Linked DNA regions of Ovis aries: region 2 is linked to region 1. A link is a contact called in public Hi-C data. All regions are on one chromosome and are shown on one strand. The core of a region is the stretch at or near the end of the contact, and the rest is flanking DNA. Distances in the headings are between cores, read along the strand shown. Region 1 overlaps CYSTM1 (cysteine rich transmembrane module containing 1). Region 2 holds the start of PFDN1 (prefoldin subunit 1).

The links. Hi-C and Micro-C count contacts between places; a contact is called where the count stands out from the background.
Region 2: a contact with region 1 is called in a Hi-C map of liver, with 2.0 times the contacts expected there. The contact joins the promoter of PFDN1 here to the enhancer-like site in region 1.

The regions. Positions count from the first base shown.
Region 1 is chr5:49,093,036-49,099,539 of ARS-UI_Ramb_v3.0, reverse strand. The region is part of intron 2 of CYSTM1 (cysteine rich transmembrane module containing 1); the gene reads right to left. Among named protein-coding and RNA genes, the nearest start is that of CYSTM1, 66 kb to the right of the region's middle. Within about 2 kb of position 2,994, at least 18 of the 54 cell types and tissues checked have an H3K27ac peak or open chromatin away from gene starts, as enhancers often do. A contact at or near this core is called in liver, where this site is marked.
Region 2 is chr5:49,169,658-49,176,161 of ARS-UI_Ramb_v3.0, reverse strand. PFDN1 (prefoldin subunit 1) reads left to right here and starts at 3,065. Exons shown (of 4, transcript XM_004008862.5): 1 at 3,065-3,113; 2 at 5,674-5,840. The coding sequence starts at 3,081.

The DNA.
Region 1 (6,504 bases), core at 1,745-4,244:
CCCTACAGGGCCAGCACCACCCAGACCAAGGGAGAGCTCCGCGCAGCAGCCAGAGCCGCTGAGGCAGTCTCAGTGATGAACGCATAAACGGTTGCTTAGGACTATCCCCCCTCCTGCTAAGGACAGTCATCCCCGCAGGAGGGTGAGCCCAGGGGAACCTCCACAGTGGCCTCACACCAGGCCAGCCTGAGTTAAGTAAGGAGTGTCTGTTGTGCTCTGGCCAGAGCTGGCCAACACTACTGGTTTATAAACCAGGGAGCACCCTCTTCCAAATCTTACAGGGGAACTGGGGGCGGGGGGTTGGGGGGGCTTCCTCAGATATACCTAAGCCATCTCCCAAGAGCAAGAGGGTAACTATAATCTAAAGGGGCTTTAGGCTTTAAAAGATTAATCAAGAATCTTGTTTTTTTTTCATACCTGACCAATGCAGAATGTGCTCCAGCCTCTAAACTTTTGCACAAAGCAGTGGAAGGTAGGATGAAAACCTGGGTAAGTGGGAGGGTACGGCTGGAGCTTGGTACTCTTGTGTTTCCTCTGAATGGAGTAGGAACTTGGAACCCTGTCAGGGCTAAGTGCTCTATTAGGAGAGATGAGTGCTGAACAATCCCTAGATCAAGAAGGACCCCCAGCCGCCCTTTACTCATCAACTGACTTGTGGCTGACATCAGCCTCACTTCCTGTTAGAATATCTGATGGTTGACTGTGGCCTCAGAGGATCTGCAGACACTTTTAAGAAAATCTCAAAACAGCTACCATCATCAAACTCAGGTTATAAAGCAGTAAGGATCTTATTTTTTTTTGCAAGTTCATGAATACGTGAATCTTCTAAGTTAAACCAATCCTTGGGCAGTCGTCTTTCAGTTCTGTTTTTGCGTATCTTTTTATACCTCCTCGCTTGGCAGCTCCTCTCTCGAGCCTGGTATAGTAGCTAAAACACGCTGGGTAGTGTGAGCTTGTTCAAGTTCTGTTGTATCAGCTGCCCTCCACAGAGATAGCCCTTTCTCCTCTCGCACGGCACAGGTCTAATCTCATTTGGCCCCATTCAGCAACATAGGAAAAGCTGTTCAGGGTCTGGGAGTCAAGACCCACCACCAGGGGAGCCTAGTCAAAAAGATGACCACCTGATAAGGCCATGACCTGGTTTAGTCTTAACAGTAACTGTGTGCTGGATGTTCCCATCTCACAGGTAAGGAACTCGAGGCTCACGAAGGTCAGGTCTCTTGTGCAAGCACAGAAACAGCCAGAGCAGGAATGTGAGCCCAGGCCCCAGCTAAGATAGCAAAGGGACCAGGAGGAGCCCGGGAGTGAATGGGCTCCAGGACAGTCCTCTCTCACCAGGCAGCGCCCACCCAACTCTGGGGTCACCAGAGCAGGAAAGCCCCAGGCAGCGCGACCTGCCATTTCTGCCCCGATGACCGACCCAGGTTCCCAGCCTCCCCTGATCCTGCATGGGTAGTGCTGGACAGGGAAACCCAAAATGCAGTTGGCTGTTGCTTCCCTTGCCTAATCTCTGGTTGCATTCTCCTTGTCAGTGGACTGGCTCTGCTGCCCCGAGGATAGAAAGGCTCCCTCCCCTGCAAAGGCAGCCTGCTGGACCCAGGCCAGAGACCTAGTCCATGGCTGGGCTCCTGTGTGCTGGGCCCTGCAGTCTCTCTCAAGCTGCCTTTATGGAGGTGCTCACTACTCAGTCCGTGCTAAGGGCCTTCACAGCCCCACCGGACACCTGTCTGCTCCCAGCTTCCCCACTCCCAGCCCTTCCTCCTGTCAGAACCACTGACCCACAGGTAGCTTCATCAGGAAGACAAAGATGTCTCCGTCTTGCTTCCTCTGTCACCTTCCTCCTCTAGTCCACATCCGTCCTAGACAGGGCTTATTTCACATGACGTCCTCCACAGCCTGGTGCAGTAGAGACTCTGAGCTGATTACCCCCAGACAGTGGTTACAGAGGTTAGAAATAGTCAGTCTGGCTAAAAAAAAAACCCCAAAAAACAGAACTTCAAGCCCGAGGGCTGTGTCAGCCTTGATGGGGGTAGTTAGTGCTGTACCTACCTTAGAAACCCGGTCAGTTATTTCCTGGAGCACTGAGTCTTCCAAAGCCCTTATTATGACTTTTTCCTTCGCATTAGCTGAGGACAGAACCTATCCCCACAGACTGTAGAGAAGATGGGGGTGGTGGTGGTGGAGTCTGTGTGGTAAAGTAGGTCTGGAGGTATGAGTGAAGTGATTTCCTTGCTTTTCTTCCCATCGCCAAAGCAGGGATGATGGGCACAGGAGAAGGCTCTGAGGAACACCTCACAGCACTCACTGTGGGGCCCAGGAACTCCGTTTTTTATAACTGCATCTTCCTAGGTGCCCTTCCTACCTGCGCAGTCTGAGGTACTGCACCTCCAGAGGGGCCTGCTGCGCTGAGCTGCCGGTCTGGTCTGCCCACCCCACCTCGGATGTGCTCCTCACATCCTCTACTCTGCCACCTGTCCCCATCCCTGCCCTGCAGTGGTGAACCCCGCTTCCCCTTGAGAGCTGCCATATTGCCCTAGCTCAGCAGTCAGGATGCAGCTGTGCTGCCCGAGTCCTGGGCCGGGACAGCCTCCCTGGGTACCTTAAGTCAGGGCACTGTATATACACCACAGCTTCGCTGGCCGTACTGGTTCCCCAGCAGGAGCTGGGACGTAGAGGATTCTAACACAGGTGTTTCCACACCCAGGCCACATGAGCCTTACTGGCAACTGGCCTATACTGGCAAGCTGAGCATGGGGGCATGGTTATGTAAGATGTTAAACATTAAGGGAGGCTGGACCAAGAGTATACAGCAACTGTACTATTTCTGACTCATCTGTAAATCTACAATTATTCCAGAATTAAAAAAAATTTTTTTTCTTTTAAAGGAAGGAACAATGGAGAGGGATCAAAAGTGCAGTGGGAGCAGTCAGTGCCCAGTGAGGGGCACTGGGTCTGGCATGTGCAGGGGCTGCTCACACAGCGCTCCTACTTAGGGGTCCAGTGCCCCCTTGTGGCCAGCCTGGGTGCCAGCTCCTGCTGATGCAGGCAGGCCTTCAGAGATGGGCCCACACGCAGAGCACCCAAAAGGCTTACCATCCCATTTGCTGCGTAGTGTGTCAGGAGTCAAGGCCACCTTATTCAGCCTGTGCCCTGGTCCCAGGAAGGGACTGAACAGACTCTCAATTTCCAGAAAACTGTGGGTGAGTTGGAGAGCAGGTCTAGGGGTTCTTTCACCAGCTTGTCTGCCTTGCCCTGACACAGCCCTTTGGTACCAACCTTCAGTGTCCTCAGCCCCATTCCAGGGGTGTGGCCTGCAGAGGGGCAGGTACTGAGAGTTGCCACATGAATGCAGGTGTAAAGACAGCGTGAGTAGTGGTGGTATCGGGCTTGGGGGATGTAGAGGGAAGGGTGAGTGAGCATGTGTGTGACTTGGAGGCCCAGCCTAGGTCAAAGGCCCAGGGGAGCTGAGCAGACTCTGGCAGAGGATCCTCATCCACTGTCTTGCCTCAGCTGGAAGCAGAGAAGACAGATGCAAGATGCTTGGAGGCATGCAGCCCCCTGGGCCCAGGTGCCTGCTCGCCAAGTCCTGGGGTCTTCTCCAGGGCCACCAGCCACACCAGCCAGCGGTCCCAAATTCTAGGACTACCATAGTGTACACCCAGGGGGCAGGTATTCACATGGGCTACTCAGAACCCTGGTTCCGGGCACGCATTGGGCAAGTAGGGCTCCAGGCCACACAGGGACCCGGGCAGGAATGTGAGTGGAGACTCAGCCAAAGGCTCCAGTTCTTAGTCAGCCCCATCCTGGAATCTGAAACCTTGACTTGCTCAGCTCAGACATTTTAAATGATTAATCAAGGGCTTTGAAGTGGTAATTGAGCCTTAGCAGGCCATTAGTTCTTGTTCCTGCATCTGTCTGCAGTCCCAGCCCAGGAAGCTAGTAAGGAGAAGCAGATACAACAGACTGGGGCCTCACAGACAGTTCTGGGCCTTCTTGCTCCAGAAACGAAGGAAGCTGTACCTTGGCCTCTTGTGCAGGCTCAGACCAGTGGTGGGCACCCCATGCTGCTCCTTTACTGCTGAGACCACCACAGCCCAGCGCCGCCCCAGGAGTGCCCCCGGCGGAGGTGACAGCTCTGCCAGAGGCAGGAGGCCTGTGGTCAGTGCTCAGCTGTCTTCACCCCATCTTCTAAACCAGCATCCAAAACAACATAAGAAGGCCAGCCTTCCGCGAGGTATCAGAGGATGCCAAACAGCCCTCCTACTGCTCAGACCAAGAGGGAGGAAGAGGGAAAAATCGTAATGCATCTGAGGAATAAGTACAATCTCAAGACGGCCCCAGGACAGCTCCTGCGCCTTCCGAGCAGCCAGAGAGAACACACTGCTGGCTGAGGATGCACTTGCGCTTTCCTTGGATGTGCACGTACGGCGGGACCATTTTTTACTCAGCACAAGGGGGCTGCACTCAGGACGGAAGCTGTCCTAAAGGCAGTACCCCTCTGCCACCTGCTCTGAAGGCCATGAGCACCAGGTAAATACGCTGGGGGAGGGCTGCGTAGGGGATGAAGGGCGGCCAGGAGCATAGAGGCAGTCAAGGGAGTGTGGTTTTCACTGGAGTCTGGAGGTTAAGAGCGGGAGAGGTGAGGTGCAGCTTCTTCCTCCACAGCAGGAGGGCTGTGGGGCTGGTGCACCATCACAACCTTGGTGCTCCCGGCTTCACGCCTGCCCTGCTACTCCTGCAACTTCAGCCATGTCTTCCACGACCCTGTCCCTCTCCTTGCTTCAGTGTCCCAAGACACCTACTCCAAGGCACAGCAGTCTGGGAGCTGGCCCACCAGTTCATCCGTCCACTCACATGCCTGCTGCCTGCCGCCCCACTGAGCAGTCAGTCAGCCCAGGATCACTGTCAGAGTGCCAAGTGGTGGTGTGGATTGGTCTGGAAAGGGTGGGAGTCTGCTGTGTGGGTCCCTGTCCCGAGATCTCCAGAAGTGCAGCCACCACCATCCTCCGAGGAGGAGCTGCTAGACAAAACCCAGCAGCCATCACGGCCGAGCCTTCCGGGGGTCTAGGCGACCCCAGCCTGCCTCAGCCCGAGCACCCAGAGAAGGGCTCAGTCACAGGCCAGCCTGCACTTTCGCCCTGTCCAGCACAGTCAGTCCTATGAATAGCAGACTTGATGGCAAAGTTTTCTCATGAACTACAAAAAGGTTAACTACATGTGGACATCTCACACCAGTCTGGCAAGTAAGACTGGACTGCCACCACCTCCTGTGACCCTCTCCTTGGGCTAGACCTGCTGGGGCCACTGGGACAGAGGTGGTTGTGGATACGGGGGCAGTTGAGAACATCCCAGATGCCAGAATTGCAAATGAAACTGCCTTGGAGATCACGTGGCAGTCATTTTTTGGTAAGAAAAGGATCCTGAGCTCAGAAGGGAGGTGGTAGCTAAGGCTGCACAGTGAGTTGATGGTGGGTCCTGGCCTGTCACCCGGTGCTCCTGGCCCAGTGCTGTCTGCACATCAAGGTTAGGCTCACTTCAGATCAGACGCCAGGCTGCCTGCAAGTGCCCTGAAAAACAGACTGTGGAGAGGCGGAAGGCCTCTCCTCCACTGCCCCATTCTCCCTTGAAATCCAAGGTTTGTGTGCGAGCAAGATCTAGCCCTCACCCTCTGCCACAGTGTCCAAAAGAGTCAGAGCAGAATGGCCCTGGCCCAGCAGCAGTCAGCCGGGAGATGAGTGAGTGCCAGGGTCCCTCCTGACAGCCATTCGGCCCAGAACAAGGCACTTCTTGGGGGCATGCGGGAGAGGTGTACTTGGACTGTTCCCCTGAAGAAATCGACTTCAGACTTTCCTTGGGCCCCCACCACTTGAGTTACTTTATTCTCTGAGGGCAACAGCTGCGTACGTGGGCTCTCTGCAGGGCACTGCACAAGTGACAGTCAGCTTCCCATGCCCCAGCCTCTGGCTGGCGAAGTGGGGAAGGGGCATAGTGCCTAAGAGCCTACGTTTTGTGACAAAAACAAAGTAAAATGTATGGCCTGGGGCCTGGCACAGAGTGAAGCAGGGAGGACTCATAATGGGGGAACCACAGTGTGACGATACCCTACAGAAAGATCACCGAAGTCTGGGTTCTCAGTCTGTGTGCAGGGAGGGGCTCCTCCCACTAGTCCACATTCAGGCTGGGATCTGCACTTGCGGCACTGAATCACGGGATGACAAAAGCAGAGGAGCTGGCTGTCCACGTGAAGCACAGCTGCTCAGAAAAGGGAAGGAAGAGACAACCCAGGGAGAAGCAAGGGGAAGGCTGAATACAAACAGCTTTAGCTGTTGAGGCCCCTCAAGAGAATAGAGAGTGAGCTATTTAGAAACATCCCATTTCTCGAGATACAGGGAGTAAGGAGACCCTCATACATACACAGGTGAGCATCTGCCTGGATATGGTGCGTCTGTGGCTGCCACTAAGACCATGCACCCACTAAGGGCCACAGGAGGACATAATACAAAA
Region 2 (6,504 bases), core at 1,816-4,315, 77 kb before region 1:
TTTTTAAGTTCCACAACTGTGGTCTGTTTGCACCTCAGGAGTATATCCCTGTACTAGTGAAGTTTTCAGTGTGAAAGCTGTTTTTTTTTTTTTTTTTAATGAAAATAATAGAAGCAAGCTCAGCATGGTTATTCTCTAGACAAGTGTCCAAGAACTGAAAACTTTTTAGGGCTTTCATAGACAGTGTCTTCCTGTCATTTTAGAAACTCTAAAGAGGGAAAGACAATAACATTTATTTTGAAGTCCAAAATAAAAGGGTGATAATATAGTGGCTGCCCATACATAAATGTATATCACATTCTGCCAACTTTATGCTCTGGGCAAAGTTTCTTTTCCCCTAAGTTTGCTTCATTCATGTAGTGTCAAGAATTAGCATAAAAATTGGTCTGGAACCTATGACTCTCTCAGGGCTCTGGTAGAAGTGAATGTGGAGGAATTCCCTGCCAGTCCAGTGGTTAGGACTTGGTATTTTCATGCCAAGGGTCTGGGTTCAGTCCCTGGCTAGGGAACTAAAATCCCAAAAGCCACAAGGTGCAGCAAAAAAAAAGTGAATGTGAGATGTTTCTAAAGTCCATGGATATGCTGGACACTGAGGACAGGTTCTAATAAAAAATTTATGAGTCAAATGAGAAAATCAGCTCTCATAAGAAAGACCAGCAGATGCCCAACAGTGGAAGAATTCATACCCCAAAGATTTCAACTGATAAGACAGAAATAAATTAAAAAATAGTTATGTTAATTATGTTTTAATTATTTTCACCATTAGGTAAGAACATATCATTGCATATCATTATGGAAAAGAAAAGAACATGTAGATTTGAAAAAAGAACAAATATTTTTTTTCATTTTTTAAAATGTGGTAAAATATACATAACATTTACTATTATAATCATTTTTAAGTGTACAGTTCAGTGGTATTAAATACATTGACATTATTGTGTTACTATCACTACCATCCCTCTCCAGAACTCTTTTCATCTTATAAAACTGAAACTCTACACCTATTAAACAAGAATTCCTGGGCTTACCTGGTAGCTCAGTGGTAAAGAATCCACCTGCCAATGCAGGAGACACTGGTTCGATCCCTGATCCAGGAAGATTCCACATGCCCATGGAGAGACTAAGCCCATGCACCACACTATTGAGCCTGTGCTCTAGGGCCCAGGAGCCACAACTACTGAGTTATGTGGCTGAACTGCTGACTCCCTTGCACCCTAGAGTCTGTGCTCCACAACGAGAGAAGCCACCACAATGAGAAGTCCATGCACCACAACTAGAGAGTGCAGCAATGAAGACCCAGTATGGCCAAAAAGAAATAAATAACATTAAAAATTTTTTCCTTTCTATCCCTTCCTCCTGGCCCCTGGCAACACTATTCTACTTTCTGTCTTTATGATTTTGTCTACTCTGAGTCCCTCATATTGGAGAAGGACATGGCAACCACTTCAGTATTCTTGCCTGGGAAATCCCATGGACAGAGATGACTGGCTAGCTATAGTCTATGGGGTTACAAGAGTCAGACACAATCTAGTGACTAAACCACCACCACCACCACCAAGTTCCTTGTACAATGGAATCATACAGTATTTGTCTTTTTGTGACTGGTTTATTTCACTTAGCATAATGTCCTCACATTTTGTTTATCCATTTGTCGAATGATGGACATTTGAACAGCTAATAAGTCTAATAAAAAAAAATTTTTAAGACAGATAGTGTCATGTGTCTTGAAAAAGGAACAGAAGTAGTCTTGAAATTCCAAGGAGAGATTATTTATGGTCTGTGTGATGTAAAAAATAAAAAAAATACATAATGGATACATATTATGTGTCTGCTGCTTGCTGTATCTTGAAAGACAAATATAACAATGCTAACTACATGAACTTAATTATACCTTTTTATTGTGTGCCTACTGTGTGCATTGTGCTATGCTTGGAGCTTTCCATCCTGATCTTGTTTACTCCTCAGAATAACTCTGTTAGGTCAGTACTGTTATTCTCATATTAAATGAGGAGACAGACTCTGTTGATACACAACTAGTAAATGGAAGCAGACATACCTACGCTCAGTGTAGACCAAACCTTGAATACAGATTTGTTTAGTTCCAAACTCCCTGCCCTTTCCCCTGCCTCACAGGTTTTTAGAGTAAGGAAGATATCCATTTCTTTCATGTCCATCCTTCTAGTCATCCTTCTGGTTCAAATGCCAGCTATTTTACAGCAGATTTTCAAAATGTGGTTTGCAGTCCACTTAGATCAGATCATAAAAGGAGTTTGCAAAAGTATGTATTTCTGTGCCCCATATCAAAGATTCTAAGTAAGTTTGGGATGAGGATCAGAGAATCTGCATTTTTTTTTTCTTTTAAAAAGAAATTTGGTTTCTCGTGAGAACTCCTGTGTCTACAAGGTCTTCTGAGAACATTCAGTATAAATAAGTTCTTTGGGAAAACGCTTCAACTAAGCCTTCTGGACACGGCTGAGCGACTGAACTGAACTGAAGCCTTCTGGTCTTCTCCATGCTGCCATGTCTGAAACTCAGGCTGATTCTTTCTCATCCCTCCCTGACAGCACAGGACTCGCTGAAGGCATGAATGACTTTAAAGGTTTTAGCTTGATCTACATACATCTTAATTTAGCGACACAAACTAAACTATTTGTCGAAGTGGTTAAAACCACACACGAGGGGACGGAGGCGGGAGGGGGGTTCAGGATGGGGAACACGTGTACACCCGTGGCGGATTCATGTTGATGTATGGCAAAACCAATACAATATTGTAATTAGTCTCCAATTAAAATAAATAAATTTATATTAAAAAAACACACACACGAAATCTGCAGATTGTGCCGTGTTTGGAAGGATGTGGAGAATCACGGCAGGCCCATAGGTCACGTGGGGAAGACGTACTCTGAATCGGAATCCCGGTTATTTCAGGCGTTAATAACGACGGGGAAGGTAGGAAAACCAAGCAGCCCCACTCATGCGCAGGCGCAGAAGGAAGAGGCCCTATCAAATCTTCAGGGCGCGCCCTTCCCCCACGCTCTTTCCGGGCTTCTCCCACTGCGCAGGCGCAGTAGTGAAGCAAGATGGCGGCCCCCGTGGATCTGGAGTTGAAGAAGGTAAAAGAGGGTCTTGAGCAGGCAGAAGCTTTTCTTTGGAAGCTAAGGCGACTGTGGACAATAATGTCGAGTGAGTCTCGAGTGCTGCGGAAGGAAAGAGGCCCCAGGGAAATGGGGAGTGGTTTCTCAGAGTGCAAAGGCGGGACCGGGCCTCCTTAGGCGGGAGTCGAGGGCGAGCGGCTCTTTGCCGGGTAAGAGCCGGTTGGGCTGGGCCTGGTTAAGTTTGGCGGGCCTATAGCTGTTTTGTTCCCTTGTTCCGAGCTCCAGAGACCTTTCGTTGCTCTTGGTGCCTTCAGTTCCATAGTGAGGCCTGAAATGAGCGCTTCCAGTTGGAGCCTCTTAGCCTGCTTGCCCGAGCTGTAGCATCTGTAATTCTGTATACTAATTTGCTTTGAAAAACTCCAAGTCCAGTCTGTTTTTAGGTCAGTTCTTTAATCCCATATCTTGTAAGGTCGCTTCATACAGTTCAGTCAGGTATCCTCGTAGCAATGTTCATCTTAGGGCTTTGCCAACAACCGCCCCCTCCCCACCCTCGTTTTTAAAGATTTGTCAAAGAAGAAACAAGTCAAAGGTTTCCAGATCAAATTGGTATCAGAAGGAATTGAGTTTCTCTCTTCAAACAATTGCCTAGAAATGTGTTGTTACACAGAAATGTTTTCACCACCTGAGAGTTGTCAGGATTCTAACACCACTACCGACTCAAAAGCGTATCCTTTTTTTTTTTTTTTTTTTTGCGAAGAGAAGGAGAATGGGGATTGGAAAGGAGCCTAGACTTCATCTACTTTAAACTGATACTTTTCTAGAAAAGGAAACAGTTTAACAGAAGAGTCAGCCCAAGCTTGGTTCTAGAATATTGCATTCTCTGCCTCACTTTCCACCTTTTGACCACTACTTGAGGTTAGAAGAGCAAATTTTGTTTAAGACTGTCTTGTAATCTATCTTTGCATGAGAAATAAGACAGTTGAAGTAGCTCTTCCACGTAATAGATGAAGCAGTGTATTATTGCTCTGAGGATTTGTGTGTGTGTATTGCCTTTTGTTTGGAACTTGTACCTTTACTCCTTATGGTGCTGTCTAGTGCTGTATTATCTCAGCTTTAACAAAATACTAGCTTCCTTACCAAACTGTGTCTTAAAGTGTTTTAAAAGTTTACCTTTTTTTTCCGTTAAAAGTTCAAATTTAAGTTAGGGTTTAGTGAGAGCTAACAATAGAATACAGCTATGAATGGACTTACCCCTCAGTATTATTTCAGTCTGTTGCTGGGAAACCTGTGGACAGTGAATGCAAACTAAGAAGATAATTACAGACTTAAATTGGGTAGTTTTGTCAACCAATAAAATTACAGAAGAAACTTGTTTAAAGGTCTTTTAATGTTTATAATTTTGGGGGGAGGGGAAGGGATGGAGACTAATAGGAAACTTTAGGTACCTCCTCTCCCCTCTAGATAAACCTTTTGAAACCTTACTAGTAGGTGAGAACAAAGTCAGAATAAAAGTTAGTAGCTTTTTGCCATGTATTGCAGCCACAGATGTTATTATTAAGTCAGAATTTGACAGCATGTGAAAATCATTCTAGGCACTTCAGAAGTATCAAAAACCTTTTAACAGTACTCAGAGGTCAAGTTTGGCTTATCGTGTGCATATGAAGATCATGATGCAATTCTTTTATCAATGCTTTGAATTTTTTTGTGTGTCTTTCTCTTAAAATATTCATTTTCTGAATATTACTGTGGATAGTAGAGTAGAAAGATTCAGTAACTAGCGGTCAGAAGTTAATTAAGTACTTGGTTTTTGACCTAGTAGTTGCTCAGCCCTGTGAAAGTCATTTATATCTCTTTAAAACATTTAGTTAATTTGTAAACTGTGCTGATGAATCTGCCATCCTTAACTCAGGATTATTGAAAAGAGAAAATGAGACATTTATTATATGTCAGTATTCTCATATTAATATTCACATGTTAATATTTCAAACAAGTGTGGGAAAGTGCTTTAAATAATCTTGAGTAGTACAGATGTGGTGAGTTGTTACATTAATGGTTCCTGATTTGGGTCTCTGGGTTTGTGATTGTTGCCTTTAGAGCTTTTATTAATCCTTGGGTACCTGCTACTTGATATGGTTGTTATTTACCGTGCCTTTGTTCAGCTTCTTCAGATAGGTTGCATCTTCTGAGGACTGGGTAAGTTCAGTACAGTTGACTCTTGAACAGCATTGGTTTAAACGTCAGGGATCCAGTTGTACACAGATTTTTAAAATAGTAAATACTAGAGTACTACATGATATGTAGTTGGTTGAATCAACAAATGTAGAACCAGGGATACAAAGGAACTGCTATATGGAGAGTCAACTATAAATTATACTTGGATTTTCAACTGCACAGAGGGTCAGTGCTTCTAATCACTGAATTGTTCAGGGCTCAAGTTTTTAGCAGACTGGCTTTGAGATGTTTGCTGTGGTAAATTTCACGGCTTTGTCTGTTTAACAGGCTTCATTTTAATAGATTTGATATAGACATTTACTGTAAAATGTTGCACCTACTAAATCAAGGACTTATTTCTTTTTAGGCCTTCACAGAGCTTCAAGCCAAAGTTATTGACACTCAACAGAAGGTGAAGCTTGCAGATGTACAGATTGAACAGCTGAACAGAACGAAAAAGCATGCACATCTTACAGATACAGAGATTATGACTTTGGTAGATGAGACTAACATGTATGAAGGTGTAGGAAGAATGTAAGTAAAGTATATCCTTAAGGGGGTTATCCTGAAAGAAGTTTACCTGAATTAAGTCATAGAATTTGTTCACTTTACAACTTGGGTTAAAGTATCATAGTAGCTTTAAAGAACACTAGGTCAAATATCTTTTTTCTTTTAAATGAGAAACTGAGTTCTAGGTAAATGTGTTTAATCTTAAACTTTGAAGTACATTTTAAAAATATTTATTCCAAGTTCTTCTCTCCATACTTAGGTACTTATGTGTGTAGCTTGAATGGTAAAAATATGATTTGTTGTGAAAAGATGTTTATAGTGGTTTTGTGTGTGAAGATTTTTTTAAGTAGTTATAGTTTTAACCTCCTCTTCCCAACCTAATTATTAGTAGTCACACAAGTCATGAATCTTAGATGTCTGATCAGGTTGTAAAACAAAAATAAATATTCAGTTGTCTATTTAAATATACTCATTCTGTCAAATATGAGAAATCTAGTAAGTCAACTTACCTTGTTTGTTCTAATTCTTATTATATGATTAACCACCTGCAGTTCACTTTTTTTTTTTTTTTAAGCTATATTGCCGTTCTGAGGGAGAATACGTCTGCTTCATGTTCTCTAAGCAGTAAATAGGAATGGAAAAGCCCTTAACTGCAGGTCACATTCCATTACACTGAGCTAAAAGGAGA